3 separate regions of the Zea mays genome follow, and regions 2 and 3 are each linked to region 1. Evidence: chromatin contacts called from public Hi-C data. All regions are on one chromosome and are shown on one strand. Each heading gives the region's core, a stretch centred on a gene start, on an enhancer-like site or on the middle of the called end of the contact. The rest is flanking DNA. Distances are from core to core; before and after follow the strand shown. Region 1 holds the start of LOC100191481. Region 2 holds the start of LOC100284602 (ubiquitin-protein ligase/ zinc ion binding protein). Region 3 holds the start of LOC103649865 (beta-glucuronosyltransferase GlcAT14A).

What was found. Hi-C and Micro-C count contacts between places; a contact is called where the count stands out from the background.
Region 2: a Hi-C map of bundle sheath shows a contact between it and region 1, with 1.5 times the contacts expected there. The contact joins the promoter of LOC100284602 here to the promoter of LOC100191481 in region 1. A contact is called at or near these places in 2 of 25 Hi-C or Micro-C datasets (bundle sheath and ear).
Region 3: a Hi-C map of ear shows a contact between it and region 1, with 4 times the contacts expected there. The contact joins the promoter of LOC103649865 here to the promoter of LOC100191481 in region 1. A contact is called at or near these places in 3 of 25 Hi-C or Micro-C datasets (ear, endosperm and tassel).

What each region holds. Positions count from the first base shown.
Region 1 is chr3:25,963,047-25,966,658 of Zm-B73-REFERENCE-NAM-5.0, reverse strand. It overlaps LOC100191481, which reads right to left and starts at 2,060. Exons shown (of 6, transcript NM_001136913.1): 1 at 1,684-2,060; 2 at 1,500-1,589; 3 at 1,230-1,346; 4 at 756-953; 5 at 360-596. The coding sequence starts at 1,870.
Region 2 is chr3:25,195,200-25,198,811 of Zm-B73-REFERENCE-NAM-5.0, reverse strand. It overlaps LOC100284602 (ubiquitin-protein ligase/ zinc ion binding protein), which reads left to right and starts at 1,552. Exons shown (of 2, transcript NM_001157497.2): 1 at 1,552-1,938; 2 at 2,028-2,945. The coding sequence starts at 1,753. The coding sequence ends at 2,699.
Region 3 is chr3:25,303,701-25,307,312 of Zm-B73-REFERENCE-NAM-5.0, reverse strand. It overlaps LOC103649865 (beta-glucuronosyltransferase GlcAT14A), which reads left to right and starts at 1,644. Exons shown (of 4, transcript XM_008675564.4): 1 at 1,644-2,472. The coding sequence starts at 1,971.

The sequences.
Region 1 (3,612 bases), core at 811-3,310:
CTAGTAGTAGCACGTTGCTCTCATCTCAAGAAAGGCGAAGAACATGAGCACGGACACAGAGCCACAGCCCACATAGGACAGAGTGTGATCAAAAGCAGTGGTCCAATAGCAGCAACAGCATCGGGCCCTTCGTTGAGATAGAAGGCTGCAAAGAAAAAAAACGCTACTACGACTGTAGGCTGACCAAAGTGCATTTTGCAACGACATGCCTGAGACGCTGTAGAATTGCAAGCACGGTTTTTTCTTTTCTTTTCTTTTCGGCGTCCCTCACATTGACTAGCTGCTTACCGGCACCGTAATTTGACAGGAGAGAAAACATCCTTTTTACCACAAAAGAGGAGAAGGATCAGGGAGGATACCTGATTGCTTAACCTCAGGTATCGCTGGAATATGCTGAACAGCAAGAGCCTTATCTGCCTCTTGAGGAGCAGCAGGAGCAATCTGCTGCGAGGGAGCAGGGAGGATGGCAGGATCAGAGTGAACCACAGAGGGCGAGCGGCCACTGCTGCTGCTGCGCGTGGCGGCTGAATCGTTGCTCCTCTTGGAAGGATTGGCGACAGCGTCCTGCACCTGCAGCTCCTCGTCCTCAAGAACTCCTGACCAAGAACGCGGCGGCAGCTCGTTAAAATCCTACATTTCCCTATCCTTCCCCAAAGAGGGAAACGAGCGAGCAATGCATCTATCTTGCTTGAAAAGAGTATAAATACCAGTACCAGTAAGTTAGCAGTTGTAGGTTTGAGTGATTGCTCTCTCACCTGATCCTTGCGTGCTGTTCGCGGCTCCCTCTGACGTCACGGGAGGAAGCAGGGCGGCAGCGGGGGCGTCATCGTCGTGCTCGTGCCTGGCAGGAACCGCCTCACTCCTGGCGCCCGCCGCGGAAGATGCACCACCGCTGTCCCCCACAAAGGTCTCGTCTCTCCTCGTGTCCTCCAGCGGCGCATTGCTGCCGGAATCTGGTGATGACAGGGAAAAGAAAAAAAAAGCGATTGATTATAGAGTGGGGGAAAGGGAAGCGGAGGAAAAAACCGGCCGGTCCTTTTATCTGATTTTTGGGGCTGGCTTTGCGTGCAGCGGTGCAGGACGTTGGGAGTACGGCGGGCGGGGGCACACGAGTCCGGCCGCGGCGGCCAGCTTGACGCCTCCATGGAAGGGAAGGGCAAGCACGGACGGCCACTCAATCTCGAAAAAACAACAGGCGATGCCTTGCCGGTGACGGAAGCGCGGTGTACCTGTCCCCGACGACGAGGATGCCTTGCCGTCGTCCTTCTCCAGCACCTCGTCGGCCCTGCTCCCCTCCTCCTCCTCGGACCTGGACAGCGCGTCGTCCGGGTCTTGCTTGCCCAAATCTGTAACGGGGACAGCAAGGTCGTCAGGCAGGCCAGGCCGTGGATTGGTACAGTACAGTAACCGTGTTAGTTGTTAGTGATGACTGATGAGGGGGATCAGTTAAGGTGAGTAGGCATGTCGCCCTGTACTTGGAGAAGATCCTCCTCACTCACCTAATCGCTGCTTGGAGTCGGAGGTGTCGGCGTTGGCGGCGCCCACTAGCGGGCCGATCCCAGCCGCATTGCCGGAGACGGGGCTGACTGCTGGAGCGAACAAACAGACACATCCGGAGAGTCAGCACTCAGGCACGGCCGCACGGGACGGGATGGATGGCGTCGAACTTGGCGGTGGGCTTACTCATGGCGACGTGGATGGCGTCGAACTTGGCGGTGGAGAAGTAGGCGCAGGTGACGAGCAGGAAGCCCGCGACGAGGGCGAGGCCGAACTTGCGGGGCTCCACGCGGCTGAAGCTCTTCACCAGCTTGCCGTCCTGGTGGGCGGGGTAGCTGTACGGCAGCTTCCCGCCGCCGGCGTCCATCCCCATGCCTCGCGGGGTAGCTGTGCGGCAGCTTCACGCTGACGCCCGCGGGCGAGGCGGTGCGCAGTAATACTTGCTTGCGCTCTCTCGTGAGCTGCTGGGGAGGGAGGCTGGTTTGGTTCTGGGGGCGGGGCCGGGGCGAGGATGGATGAGGAAGAGAGAGGAGTGGCAAGCAGCCCCGGCGGGCAGGGCGTGGCGTCCGTCCGTTTCGTCCGTCTCTCCTCCCCTCGCCACCTCCATTTATTCCTCTCCATAACTCCATCTGTCACGCCCCGCCCTGTTGACAGTAGACTGTCATTAGTATTTTACATTTTTTAACTTCTTGTGTTTTGGGGGAACACAATTTTCCTGCCCCGCCAATAAAGAATGCAGCTGGAGCTTCCCAAGCAAACAAACAAAAAAACTAGTATAATTAAAAACAGAGATGGCTGACCAGCGGTCACCGGCAGGTGTAAATAACGTGCGGGAGGGAGAAACGGGTCCGTCCGTGTATTATTGATATTGAGGAGGGTTCGACACGAGTAGCCCGCCGCGGGATGCGAGATCGGGAATCTCTCTTGCTCGCTCGGATCGTTGCCTGGTATACGTACTCCGCTGTCAAGCAAGCAGTGGCACATGGCACTTCACTGAGAATCTCATCTCCTTGCTGCAGGATCAGGAAAGGGAAATCGTCAGGGTATCCTGGCCGCCTGACTCAGCGACCCCTGAGGCCCTGAGCAGAAGGCAAAAGCGTGGACGAGCAAGCGAGCGTGCGTGCTCTCGACCGTCGAGCTAACTCGGAAGTCCGACGAACCGCGTGACACTCGTGTCCACCCCGGTGGAACTTGTCTGCGGCGCCGGCGCAGAGCGAGAACGTGTCCCGCACGAGCAGCGCTGGACCTTTTGGGTAATCGGTGCCCGGTGCCCCTGTGCCGGCGCACAGAGAGTCAGAGACCGGACGAGGACTTCGTGGGGGGTGACGATGGCGAAGCTGAAAGAGAGGAGAGCTGCTGGGCTGGCCTCAGCCCTCAGGCGGCTCAGCTCAAAAGCCGCCGGCCCGCCGCTGCTTCTTTTCCGTGCTTTGTGCGTCTGCTTCCGTCTCCAATCGCGTGCTCCTGTTCCACGATTTGGTTTTTTTTTTGGCGGGGTCCGGTCCGTCGCGCGCGAGTTGCGCCGGCCGCCGGCTGACTGAAGAGCAGCACGGCGAAAGCGACGCGCGCGGCCTTTCTGTTTTGCAGGTTGGGGAGAATTTTTTTGCCAACATCCACACGTCTACTCGTGGTGACTGTAATTGTGTACGGACTCGTGCGGTGATAGCTGGATTAGTACTCTGAGGCTCGGCAGTAACGACGCTCGATTCAGTAGCAATAGCAAGCACTGGAGTCGAGACTCGATAGTAGTAGGAGTAGGTGGGTTCCTCTTTTCTTTCGGGCAGTATATTTATTATTCATAATAGTAACTCTCTTGTTTGTTTGTATGTTTGTTTTTTTCGGTCACGGTTAGCTGTTGCTCTCCGGCAATCGTGCCCCTCTTCCTCCCTCCTGGTTCGTGCGCGCCAAGCAGTCGGTGCGCGCCTGGTTCGTGCGCGCCGGCTCGCACCGAAGCTTTTGCCGGCCCAATTCTGAAACTTCCAAACTGCCGAGATGCGTAGCAGGACGTGTATGCTATTATACGGCAGGAGTGTATATGCATTGATGGTACAGGGAAATGCAGAAGTTACATTACAGCAGGACGTGTGCATACACTACTGTAGCTGTTCACATATGTCC
Region 2 (3,612 bases), core at 303-2,802, 770 kb after region 1:
ACTAAATCAAATGGCGCCGTATACATAAGTCATGGGCAAATATCACGTCATGAGCATATATGATGATCTTAATAAAATAAATTAATTGTGCACACCACGGTTTAGTGTGGCGCCGCAATATATCTTTCCAAGACAGATATCTCGGCCTCGACCTAAATAAAATGTCGCATCATATACTAAGTATATCCATAAACGATAAAATATATTGATTCATGGTCTTGCATTATTTAATAAAGATTATCGAATATAGTCTTCAAAATAAATCATGTGCATAAGTGATACATTGCATTATCATCTAAAGAGGCAAATATTAAAGAGATGAATTCTCTCTAGTCTATCCATGATAAAGCGTATACAATATCTCAAAAGATACATATGCTCAAATAATTTTAAAAAAAGTCATACATTGAGTTATTGAAATTCAGCACCATGTCAGACTGACTCCAACAGAGCAGCTAAATAGACAGGGAAAGCTAAAAATAAGCTACTATAGCAGTACAAAACACCTTCTAACAGGGCAGACAAACGAGTGAGGTAAAAAGGATGAAAAGAGAGAGGAAAACCATAATAGCTTGTACTGTGGCTGACAACCATTTCCTTTTTCTGTGTCTGAGAATATGACCTCACTATCTGCTTCATTTATTGGACTATACTATCGCTGCCTTTTTACCTGTACCGTTGACAGCATGTGTCATATGCCTGGACAAGCAAACCAGAGACGCTAGCTAAAGGCTTGAATGACTGCTCGATTTATATGGCCTCTATTGGAGTCGGTCACATGGCTTGAATAAATAACAAGATATTCATAAAAATATGCATCAATTAAAATACTTGTATATTATAGTTCGATCTTTCTCAGGACGAATTTCTGACTTAGTTAAAAAAGTTTGTTTATTGTGTCCCACCTGCTCTTAAATTACGTCTTATGCGTCAGGTGCTCTTAAGTTACGTCTTACGCGTCAGGGCTAGATCGATGTAGAGTGTACGATAACGGCTCGCTACTAATAAAGCCAGATTTCGGAAATTTTGTCGACCGAAACTATATTTTAGAGCTAGTTTAGGAGCCCCAATTTCCCAACGGATTTATATTTTTACAAGAAAAATTAGTTAATTGTCACATAAAAAATTGAAATCCTTTAAAAAATTAAGTTTCTCCGACTAGCCCTTAATATAATTGCCGGAGAAGGCCGAGTTTTTTTTATTTTCCCTGCAGAGAACAGTGAGAGGCTGACAGATGAGTACAGTGATGCGAGAGCAGCTGTAGGTGCCGGGTGAAGTACTACTGTCAGTGCACAGGTGCAGTGCAAGTGTCCAGGTGATGCGACATGCAAGTCCTCTCGGCGGGTAGCTAGCTAGGCCTGCGGTGCGGTGGGAAACGGCTGACGGGCAGGCCTGCGGCCTCCTCGGCTACTTTACTCAGTGGTAGCATTAAATTGCAGTGTTTAAATTTTTTGTCGTCTCCTGGCTTCGCGTATCTTCGTCTTCACTCCCACTATAAATTAACTCCTACGTCGTCTGCTGGCTTCGTCTCTCTTCACCATTTGGCTTCGTCTCTCTTCACCGTTGGTGCCAAGTTCACAAGTATCAGATCTGGTAAACACCTTTCCAAGTTCTTTCTCAAGTATATGTACATTACACACCATGTTCTTTAAAACACACCATGTTCTTTAAAGATGCTAGTTTCTTACTGCTTGATATATATTAGTCGAATAGTCCTCTCTGTTTTTATTTACCTTGCGTTCTAGGTGATAAATGACCGGGAAAAAGACCACGGCCTCCTCTGCCGGCCGCACTCGAAAGAAGGCCAAGGTGGTGTTGGAGGATGAGGAAGAGGCAGGGTTGGAAGATGAGGAAGAGGCGACTGTGACACTATCCGTGGAGAAGGACGCACTGGAGTGTGACATCTGCTGCCTACCCTTCCAGTCCGAAGTTTTTATGGTAAGTCAGATTACAATACATGTATATATACAGTACATATTGATCGGTAGGCTCGCTCCAACATGATGCTCTGCTCTGTGTAAAATCAGTGCAAGAACGGACATTCTGTATGTGCAAAATGCTGCATCCGCACGAACGGTAAGTGCTGGACCTGCTCCGAGCGCATTGGCGACATACGTTGCCGTCCGCTCGAGAAGCTCCTGGCGGCGGCGACCACCTCCTGCATGTTCAAGAGCAACGGCTGCTACGACGTCATCAGCTACCTGGAGAAGGTGACCCACGAGGAGACATGCCAGCGCGCGCCGTACAAGTGCCCCGTCCACGGCTGCGCCTATAGCGGCCTGCGGCTCGGCTACCACGTCGCACAGGACCACGGCCACGACGACGACGGCCTCGCCTCCGTCGTCTTTATCTACGGCAAGGCGGTGGCGACCGTGCGCAAGGACGAGCCGTTCCGCGTCCTGCTGCAGCGCAACACGGAGCGCGTGTTCCTGCTGCTCAACGGCCACGATTTGCTACAGGGGCGCTCGCTGTCCCTGCTCTGCCTTGGCCCGCGCTTCCAGGATGGCGTGGAGGTGGAGCTGAAGTATAAGATGGAGGTGAGCGGCGGTGCGCCGGGAGCGCTCACGCTGTCGGCGTCTGGCACCATACCGTTCGCCCGGCGGCTCGATGGGTTCCAGGCCAAAGGGTTTCTCTTCGTGCCGGATGCATACTGGGGCTCCGCCGGCTCGATTTCCGTCACCGTCAGAATTTACGTCTGACGTCGCCTCGTGCTAGCTGGTGTGGTGTGGATAGGTTGATTCCTACTGGTCAACCGTTCGTTCGTCTCGTTGGTACTTACCCTGGTTCAGTGGTTGTTTATGCACTCTACGTGCTGATGCTAGTACTTTTGTTAATCGCAACAACGTATGCTAGTACTTTTGTTAATCGCAACAACGTATTTCCTGTCGTTTTACATTCTATGTTATTCCCTGGGACCTACTAATGCTAAAACGTACAGTTGCCTGAATTTTAGATTTCTTTCAAGTGCTTTAGTTTGTTGTGGTTTATACAAGTACTGGTCAGATGCATGAATTGTCACGGTTTCTAAACATTAATAATTAGACTTTGATTTAGTAAAACATTAGAATACATGTGTTTTATTGGTTAGATGCTCTTGAATGTAGAGCTGAGAATCAAAGTTCGAACCTTCAATTTTACCTTATTTTTCATCAATCAGAAGGGGAAACGTGGGAACAGGTGCTTTTATATAGCACTAGTCAGATCAAGGTTTAAAATAGTTGGCTATGTAAAATAGTGGTATCATTCTTTTCGAGGCTCACTATAGCAAATAGCAGATTTATAAAAAAAAATATGTATAACTTATGCAAAAAAATACTAAAGTCAAGATATTTGACTATGACCAATATGTTTGTAATGCTCTAGGATACTACGGACATTATAGTATATATGATTCATGAAATTCAAGTGTTTAGCACTTCAATAACATTGTTAGTCACTACCTAGGAAGCTACACAATATGATAATTAATAGGTTTACTTAGTTTTAAAATACTAGGGTAGTAAAGTATTTAGGGTCTGTTTGGTTGGGCTGTGGCTGTGAAAAAAGTTGCTGTGGGCTGTGAGCTGTGAAAAAAGCTGCTGTAGGCTGTGAGCTGTTAAAAATCTAAAAACC
Region 3 (3,612 bases), core at 395-2,894, 660 kb after region 1:
ATACACATGGCAAACGGGACGAAGAGGGTTTCGTGCGCGCGGCTGCGGCGAGTTGGGAAGAGGTGATGCCGTGGCGGCGGTGTAGCGACTCACCGCTTCCCCGCGCTTGTTCTCCAGCGCGCAGGTGATGCGGACGCCGATTTCGGGTCGGGAAGGCGGCGGAGAGCGACGCGGTCACGCGGAGTGGCAGGCGGGAGCAGGGGCGAAAGCGTACTTCAATTATGTCATGTCTGTCATTGTATTTACAGCAAAAGGGCTAGGCTTCCGCTTAGGCTATCTCCAGCAACGTCCCCTAAATTTCATTGTTTAAAGGAATATTCTCTGTACTTTACAGCACTCTCTAAATGATTCCGTACTCTATATTTTCTCCATCTCCAACAACATCCCCTAAATTCGATCCTCTATATCTTATATACTCTCTAATGTATCAACTTAATTAATATAATTTATTGTTCGGGGCCAGCTTGTCTGACAATGTTGCGTGTCTTCAGAAGGAAGACAAGCGAGCGCTAGTGGGAGTGTGGGACCACCTCGGCATGGCATGGAGAGAGAACTAGCGTTTAGCGGATGCCAGAGAGCCGCTACCTTTGGGGTGTGCAAGTACGTCCTCTAAATTTACCGGAAGATTTAGCGCTCCTTGTTGGACGGAGAGAGGAGATAGTCATCCGCTAAATTTAGCGGACAGAACCATTTAGGGGTCCTTGTTGGACACAGCCTTATAATACGGTATCTACTCCGCTTGAATTGTATTTACAAGGCAACACACATGCGACGACGGCAACAGGGTACGTTGTCCCGGATTCTATGCCTGCTTTCTTCCAAGTTCCAAGCTCCCGTAGTCCCGTCCTCATCATATAATAATCTCCAAAGATGGAACCAGAGGGTGGCGCAGCAGAAGCAACAAGCCCAAAAGCAGATAGCGGCCAAAGCAACCAGCGGAAGCTTCTTATGTAGTGTTTGGTTGAATAGCTAAGTAGAACGGAGCCGTTCTGTCACAGTTTTGTTGCTGTTTGGTTACAAAATAACTAGAACGAAATGACTCCAATTAGGGAATATTCTCCTCAGATCTGGAACCATTCCGCTCCAAAAAATCAACCGGACGGAGCCGCTCCGTTCCCATCCCGCTCTCACAGTCACGCTCCGTTCCGTTCACTCTGCAACCAAACAAAAAACAGAGCCGCTCCGTTCCAAATCACCAAACACAGAACAGAGCGGCTCCGTTCCTAGAATCAGGGATGGAACGGCTCCATTCTAGTTGGCTCCTCAACCAAACACTACCTTAATTATGGCTAGGCTTCTTAATTAAGTGCCCATCAAATCAAGCTGCCAACGCAGGCAGCGACTCTCCAGAAGCGTATCCGGGCCCCACCAGGTGGAATCAACGTTCACCCTGCCGTGACGCCTTCTCCCCAGCTACCCCGCCGCCCTGCCTACCCCATTCACCGCACCTCCATGGCCCACGCGTCAGTAGTCCTGTGACTTGGTGGCTGGGTGGGCAGGTGAGCGTGAGTCCGTGAGAAGGAAGCATTCCCCCGTTCGCTCGTCCCAGGTCCCATCCGATAACTTTACCGTGTGTACTGTGATTGTCGCTCTGACCCGCGGGACCCGTGCTGAAGCCTCCCAGGACCCTCGCGGCACGGTGGGACATAGCGACAGGCGCCTCACGCTCCTCCCCCCTCTCTTCCCCCTGCCACTGCCAGGCAAGAGAGAAGAAACGCACGCGAGCCGCGAGCAGAATACAGCAGCACGGGCGCCAGCGCCATCCTGATCTCGCTATCTCCCTTCTCCCCCGATGCGATCTCGCCAAACCCTAATCCCGCCGCCCGCCGCGCGGCCGTCGCAGGAGCCCTAGCCCCGAATGTGGCGGTGACGCGCGCGGCGTGTCACCACCACCACCAACTCAGCGAGCGTGCGCGCCCGCCACGCCACGCCACGCCACCGCCCGTCGTGCCGGCCGACACCGAGCAGCCATGGGCGCCGCCGACAAGTGGCTGCTCCCGCTCGTCTCCGTCTCCGTCGTCTCGCTCCTGCTCTTCCTCTCCGCGCTCTCGGGCTTCTCCGCCTCCTCCGCGCTCTTCGCGCGCCTCCCGCCGCCCTCCTACGTGCGCCGGGGCGCCGCCGCGCCGCCCTCCTTCGCCTACCTGCTCGCGGGCGGCCGAGGGGACGGCAGGAAGCTCCTGCGGCTGCTCCTCGCCGTCTACCACCCCAGGAACCGCTACCTGCTCCACCTCTCCGCCGACGCGCCGGATTCCGAGCGCGCCGAGCTCGCCGCGGCCGCCGCGCGCGCCGCTCCCGCCGCGCGCGCCTTCGGGAACGTTGATGTCGTGGGCAGGCCCACCGCGGGCACCCCAATGGGCTCCTCCGGCCTTGCCGCCACGCTCCGCGCCGCCGCCGCGATGCTCCGGCTCGATGCGGAGTGGGACTGGTTCATCACGCTTAGCGCCGCCGACTACCCGCTTCTCACCCAGGACGGTAAGATTCAAATTCTCGCGCTCCACGCATGGTCTGTTTGAGCAGCTGTTTTGCTTCACAGCCGCACAAACTTGTCCGGATCTAAGATAAATCTGAGTTCATTACTTTGTCGTTATGAATACCAATGAAGCTCGATACTCGAAATTGCCTCTGTGGAACATTTCCATACTTGAATTGGAGGCAGAGCATGCTGTACAAATAGGATCAGGAAATTGCAAGGGGGGCAGTCGTCACTGTTCGCTTGAGGGGTTGCCGTAGCTACGAAAATCAATTTTGTGTTCTTCACAGCATGTTGCTGACTTGTGTTAAGTGGTGTTTAATGTTACCTGTCAAGTTAAATAATTGAATGCATAAATATGCCTGAAAGGACCAAGAGCCCACTACCCCACCAGGATTAGGATGTGGCCTTCTGCTGCCTAATTTTGGAAGAACTTGGTTGTTTGGAATTTTGTTGGACTTTGGTATGATAGCCACCTTAGGTGAAATATAGTGCAACTACTAGATTGGCATGCTGTCTCCTTCATTCTATATGTTGCTACCAGCTCAACCATTCGATGACTAATTCGTGCTCTCATCCTCATATGTGGACTCTAATTGTCAGGAGCAACTATGCAACTTTTGCTGTGGCTTTGTTTGTCATCTAGCTGTGTATACCTGTACGCATAGAGCCATTTATTTTATGTAAACCATCAATATACATGCTGCCTTGCATGCTATATGTTGCCAAATAATGCTGATTAACTAGGACCAGAGAGACCATGCAGCGTTTGTTGCTCTATAGTCATGTTATGTAATTGTTCCTTGAGCTTGTGTAGCATAAAGCAGGACATGTTAAATTGCTTACATTTCTTATCAGCCATATCGTACACTCTGACTGAGTTTGGGGCCTTTTGGTCTTTGAGTACATAGGCATTTAAACTCATACTAAGCAGAATGTCTTGGACGGTAACACAGAAACTGATTAACCGTTCATTTTAATGAGCAACTAAGAGAACTTTAATAAGTGCACCACTAAATTATCAACACAGGATGCACAATCTGACACTCTGATTTATGTTGTCCTTTTTCCTCATTTCATCTGACACTACCTGTATGACATTGCCTTTAAATGTTACACATAGTAAGCATTGTAATTTCAGG